Regions from separate parts of the Mus musculus genome. Here region 2 is linked to region 1. The links are chromatin contacts, called in public HiChIP or PLAC-seq maps. All regions are on one chromosome and are shown on one strand. Each heading gives the region's core, a stretch centred on a gene start, on an enhancer-like site or on the middle of the called end of the contact. The rest is flanking DNA. Distances are from core to core; before and after follow the strand shown.

Region 1 (2,980 bases), core at 281-2,780:
TTAGCAGGGAGACTTCACATCATTCAACTCACCTTATTGTATCCACTTGTGATTTCTTATAAAAAGGGAGGAAGTTCTGGTAGCACTTTGCTGGTCCCTTCCAGCGTGTGTTAAACCTCCAACTCAGCGTTTTCCCAGGAAAATGTCCGAGTTCCTTCCTGCCGCCTGAGCTACTTGGAGCCTTTCTGTCAGAGCACAACTGTGGCTTGCCTGGAAGATTGCTCTGAGCCCCACCTCCTCCCTCTAAAAGCTTTTCGCCTCACTCCGCCTGCTTTGCCTACTCCAGTCCTCCTCTGAGGAAGAGTAGCTGACTCCTTCAGCTCAGGCAGGCTTATCTGCAGGGGAGCTTAGTTAGTTCTGGGCTGCCTGGATCTAGAAATAGCAGAGCTGTGGAAGATGACTGCTCCTCTGGGTAAAGAACAGCAGGTAGAGGAAGGCAGTTCCTCTTGTAAGGAGAGTTCTCAATCCAAGAAGATAGAAATGAGCCTGATACTGTTGAAGGAAACTGACAAATGTAAAACTCAGTGCAGTAAAACCCTGCAGCCTTTCGTTTCTTACCACATCACCTAGCAAGAAATGTGTTCTGAGGGCTGGAGCGGTAGTGTTTCGTCCTGTCCTGCCTGTCTGTGTTATAGATCTGCTCGCATGTACTCAGGGAAGCAGGTGCTCTCTGGCAGAGTCCCGTTGTTTCTGTTCTCTTTCCTCATCTCGCTCTTAGTAGATGTCCCTGCAGGTGTGATCATGGCTGTGCTTGCTTTTGCATTTTATTTGGATCCCTCCCCCATCCTAGGTTCTTCCATCTCCACTCGATGATCTCTCTCCCAGGAATGGATTCTCCTACAGGAAATAAGAGGTGACCCCTTGTATTTCAAATGAAGAGTCTCTCCTAGTGAACAGTCTAGGCAGCTTGGTTGGTGGCTCGCTCCTGCGCCTGTCATGTTAGCCTCACAGGAGCTCCTTGTGTACCTTGTGTCGCTTGTAAAGCCTTGCTGTGGCTTTCCATGCAACACGAACCCGTCGTGAATTCTTAGCGTTGTTAAATTGTCTCTCATTTAGCTGCCTTGCTGTGGTTCATCCAGAAAGAGCAGCTTCTTGAACATGAATTCACTACCTCAGAAAGGGGCAACAACAAAACCGCCTTCTACTTTGCTTGAGCAACAACAACATTTAAACTGTTTCTGTAATGCCGTGGTGTACTCTACAAACTACATTTGTGCAGTTTAAGCAAGACTCGTGTCCTGCTTCTAGAATTTAAATCAGTTGATGCTTTCATTGGCATATTTTCTTGCTGATATTTATAGATACATATTTAAGGAGACTTGTCAAGGCTTTTAAATAGTGAGGTAGACTGGTCCTCATTTTAACTTTTTTTTGTTGTTGTTGTTGTTGTTGTGGGGTTTTTTTTTTTTTTTTTTTTTTTTTTTTTTTTTTTTTTTTTTTTTTTTTTTGATACAGGGTCTGGTTCTAGCTGCCCTAGAACTTGCTATGTAGATTCACCTCCCTCTGCATTCTAAATGTCTGGATAAAAGGCATGTGCTACCACGCCCTGCTCACATTAACTGTTTTAATGTCCTCCTTTAAACTTGGTACTTCGTACTAGTAGTAGGAGATTTAAAAAATATAGCTGCTAGAAAAGGTAAGCTTTGCCTCATTGATGTTGTGGGAGGTCGCAAGCCTTCAGCAGGTTCCTCTTCTCTTTATAGATAGGCTTACTTTCTTTGCTCTTTTTTTTTTTTTCTTTTTCCTTTCCTGACCTCTCAGATCCTGGGATGATAGTCTATACCTGGCTCATTCCCCTCTGATTACCATCTTACATCATTCTTTCTTCCCAATTGCATGGTCTTCATTACTAAAGTTTCTCTTTCTCCTTTTCTCCCTCTTCAACAAGTCCATCTCGGCTCTGTTGTTTGCTTGTTGTGGGCTGGTCTGTCTACTTTGGGGATCTTAAGCTTCTGTGGTAAGGAGAGCTAACTGCTTTCACATGCAATCTGGCACAGAGGCCATAACATTCTAAGCACAGTGTTTATATATGTGTGTGTGTGTAAGGGGAACACATGGATTTTATAGCTCAATGTTCCCATCCATGCATTCAAATAGTTGTGCACTGGAAACATTTTGGGGAAAACCATACATCTATATTCAATAAGAACTGATTTTTCTTATCCAAATAGTCAAATCTAGGACTTCACAAAAACTTGCCATTATTTCTTAAACAAATGAGCATTCAAATAACCTAGCCCCTTCATTCCATTTTCCCTGCTTCCCTCCTTTCCTTCCCCCTCACCTCACTGCACACAGGGGTGTGTGTGTGTGTGTGTGTGTGTGAGAGAGAGAGAGAGAGAGACCGGGGGGGGGGGTGTTGATTGATTATTAGTTTGTCATGGAGAGCTAATCTTTGGATACTGAGGGATTTTTTAGAGTCTTGGTGGCCCTGAATTCATGTTCTGAACTTGGAGATTAGGGTCTCTGGTGTTTCTGTTTCTGGCTGTTCTTTGACCTTGCCATGTCTCCTTTACCTCTGTTCCCCTTCCCTGCTAGGAAATTGATGCCCATATGTACACTTCTAAGGGATCCCCTGGTGCAGAGTTCTACAAGGGCAAATCATTTGATTGTTAACGTTAGATTCACTGCAAATATGGCAACCCAACATTATTGCTTCTCATTTGCTGCAAATGAGCTGCAAGCCTTCTGGGCTTACACAGGACTGCTCTGAGGACAAAGATTAAGTGGATCTCTGCTGGTGCCATATATTTTGATTGAACAGTAGAGCTGCGGTGCGTTTTCAGGGTCTGCCACCGACCGCCTCTGCCCTTGTCTCCCTTCCACAGCTCTGTGCCCTGTTGGTTCTCACACTAGCCCCCTTCCCCCGCTGAGCTTTTTCTTTTGAAAAGAGGCCAGCTCAGTTTCTCGTAAGGTGTCAGTTTTGAACTCCTTGTGTTAAAATCTTTGTGTTAAAACTGGGGCTCAGAATGCTCATTTT
Region 2 (2,980 bases), core at 330-2,829, 450 kb after region 1:
ATGAATCACAGGAAGAAGGGGAAAATGAGCCACAAACTGGAAGAAAACATCGACAACCCAACAAACCAACAAAGGCCAAGTGCAGTTCATAGTTAAAGGCCTTCAACCCATAAAATCCCCAAAGAACACTGGGCAAAAGATGTGGAAAGATCCTATTTATCTCTCTTCTCATGAACTTACATCCAACGACAGACACAGACAATGGGAGACCTCAGAAATAAGCAAACCGTGAGCTGGTTGTACTGGCCCATGGACTCAGAGGCAGGGCTGCCAGGTTTTAGCCAAGGTCAGCCTACAGAAGATGGCCTTGTCTCAAAAAAGGGGTGGTGGTGGTGGAGAAAAACCCAGCATGAAGTAATTTAGCAAGACAAAAATGAGGAATACATAAAGCCAGGTAGAGTTTGAGGGGTCCTGCAAAGGAAGCAGCTTGTATGTTAAACACTAGGGGAGCCATGGACCTTTGTTGAGACATTGAGAAATGAGTGGAAAAAGAAGGTAGTAAGCCAGGGCCAAGAGAATAACACTCCCCACAGTGGGAACAGCAGCAAAGAGCCCAGCAAGTCAGGAGTCTGATGAACCATAGCAGGCCAGTGTGGGCAGAGCAGAGTGGCCACCAGGAGCTTGCAGGAACAGAGGGGCTTGAGATAATTAGAAGCATGGCAGTAGTGTAGCTAGCAAGGGTACATCGAGGTGTGAGGCTAAGAGGAAGGTCTCCTTTGTCTTCCTTACCAGGGCATAGTCGTCCCCCCCCTAGCCACCCCCCCCCCCCCGTGTGAGTGGTCACCAGTCTGCTCCCAGTAGGGGCTCTAAGTCCTGGAATCCTGGGATCATGCAGTATTCCCCACCCTAGCTTTATCTCCCTTTCCTGTGGATATTCTCGGTTCCTTTTATTTTTATCCAGACTTTCTGGATTGGCTTTACTTTGTACACAATCAAATTCACTTGTCCACTTTGATATATTTAGTATTTGTGTGCTCAACAAGAGCCCATCCCTTTGGTGATGGTGTTATTCCGTCTTCTCGTCTGCTTCCCTGTTGCTCAGATAAAACACAGACTGAGGCCCACGTGGGAGGAAACAGTTGATTTGGTTTACCGGTTACAGTCCATCATGAAAGGAAGCCAGGACCCGAGCTCCAGGCAGGAACTGAGGCTGTTGGCTGTTCAGCTACCTTTCTTCTACCTCCCAGGACCACTTGCCCAGGGATGACATTCCCAGGGGGCTGAGCCCTCTCACATCGATCAATAATCAAGGCAAAATCTCCCCGGACATGGCCACACCCGAGCTTGGTGCAAGCATGGCCACATCCCAGCCTGGTGCAAGCATTCCCTCCGTCAAGGTCTCCTCCTTTCTTATGACTCTAGTTTGTGTCAAGTTAAACTAATCATAACAAATGTCTTTGTATCTTTTTATACACTAGGCCTTCTAGGACTCCTGGCCTTAGGCCACTGCTGATCTTTTTGCTACTGTGTTTTCACCTGTTACATAGACTCACATAGTTTGAATCAGGCAGTACACAGTGTTTCTGTGCCTGGCCCATTCCTCTTAGCATAATGTTCTTAAGAGTTCTCATGCTAATACGGCTATCAGTGCCTGGCAAGGTAGCAATTAGAATGCACTTCCTTAACAGTCAAGTCAGCCCCTCGGTCTGGTCTGCTTTCTAGAAAGTGTGAGCGGTTACTGGGAAATGGTGATGCGCTGGATCCATTTTGCTAATATTGACACGTGTTTGACTTCTTCTAAGATGTATTTATTTACATACATGTTTTATTCATGTGTGTGTGTGCCTTCGTGAGTTTATGTGCATCGATGCACTACTACAAGCCATAAGAGGGTATTGGGTCCCTGAAAGTAGAGTCACTGGTGGTTCTGGGAGATCAGTAAGTGCTCTCAACTACTTGGCTATCTCTTTGGCCCCATATATTTGACTTGTATATATTCTATATATCCAACAAAGTTATTTTAATAGTTGTCTTTAAAACAAGTCACAAAGGAAAAGTAACAGCCTTTTAAAATTACCCCATGTATCTAACTTCAAGTGTTCCTCTTTCTCCCTGTAGGATCCCAGTGTCTCTCTGGTGTCTTTCTATTCAGCTTGAAGAACTCCCTTTACCAATGGTCATATGGATAGCTGCAAACCACGAACTCTCTCAGTTTTTACATTTCTGAAGGTTCAATCCTTCGTTTTTGAAAAATATTTTCAATAGATACATAATTTGGAGTTAACAGGTATTTAAGGGCAGGGCTGCTTGTTTTCTTTCAACATTGGAGAAAGGTGTTCCCCTGCCTCCTCCTCACCATCTCCTGTAATCTGTAGTGTTAAGATGTCCCTGCACCCCTCCCCCAATTTTTAGCTTTAGTTTAGAATTTGAGTCATCTCTCTAGCCCCTATGCCTGCCTGCCTGCCTGCCTGCCTCCTTCGTTCCCTCCCTCCCTCCCTCCCTCCCTCCCTCCTTCCTTCCTTCCTTCCTTCCTTCCTTCTTTTCTTTCCAAGTCAGGGTTTCTCTGTGTAGCCCTGACTGTTCTGGAACGCTTCCTGCAGAACAGGCTGGCCACGAATTTGGAGATCCACCTCCTGACACTGCCTTCTGAGTGATGGGATTAAAGACATGCACCACCATGCCTGACCTACCCCCCCCCCCGCCTTTTTTTTTTTTCAAAATAAGCGTTTTTTATTTATTTGCTTGTTTGTTTAGTGTGTGTGTGTGCACAGGCACATATATGTGCACAAATATGGGTTTTGAAGATTGAACTCTGGTTGTCAGGCATAGTAGAAAGTGAGGCATCTTCCTGCCCCACTGGGTCTTTTTTATATCTACCGTTTTTTTCCTGTGGGAATTTCTGTGTGCACTCATGCAAATTTCTAAAGTTTCTTTTCTTTTTTTTGCAAATGTATTTATGTGTTTATTGTGGCATTATATTTACTTATAAAGTACTCACTAACTATCAATTATAACAAAAAGCCCTCACCAGACCTTCACA

Evidence for each region. HiChIP or PLAC-seq counts read pairs in DNA pulled down with a chosen protein or histone mark.
Region 2: a contact with region 1 is called in an H3K27ac HiChIP or PLAC-seq map of embryonic stem cells, with 5 read pairs. The contact joins two enhancer-like sites. A contact is called at or near these places in 11 of 115 datasets of contacts at active chromatin or transcription factors (embryonic basal ganglia, embryonic forebrain, embryonic hindbrain and 4 more) and 1 of 9 other capture datasets (embryonic stem cells).

Annotation. Positions count from the first base shown.
Region 1 is chr6:28,554,936-28,557,915 of GRCm38.p6, forward strand. The region is part of intron 10 of Snd1 (staphylococcal nuclease and tudor domain containing 1); the gene reads left to right. Among named protein-coding and RNA genes, the nearest start is that of Snd1, 76 kb to the left of the region's middle. Within about 2 kb of position 1,531, at least 25 of the 459 cell types and tissues checked have an H3K27ac peak or open chromatin away from gene starts, as enhancers often do. A contact at or near this core is called in embryonic stem cells, where this site is marked.
Region 2 is chr6:29,004,427-29,007,406 of GRCm38.p6, forward strand. No RefSeq gene overlaps it. Among named protein-coding and RNA genes, the nearest start is that of Mir129-1, 17 kb to the right of the region's middle. Within about 2 kb of position 1,580, at least 6 of the 459 cell types and tissues checked have an H3K27ac peak or open chromatin away from gene starts, as enhancers often do. A contact at or near this core is called in embryonic stem cells, where this site is marked.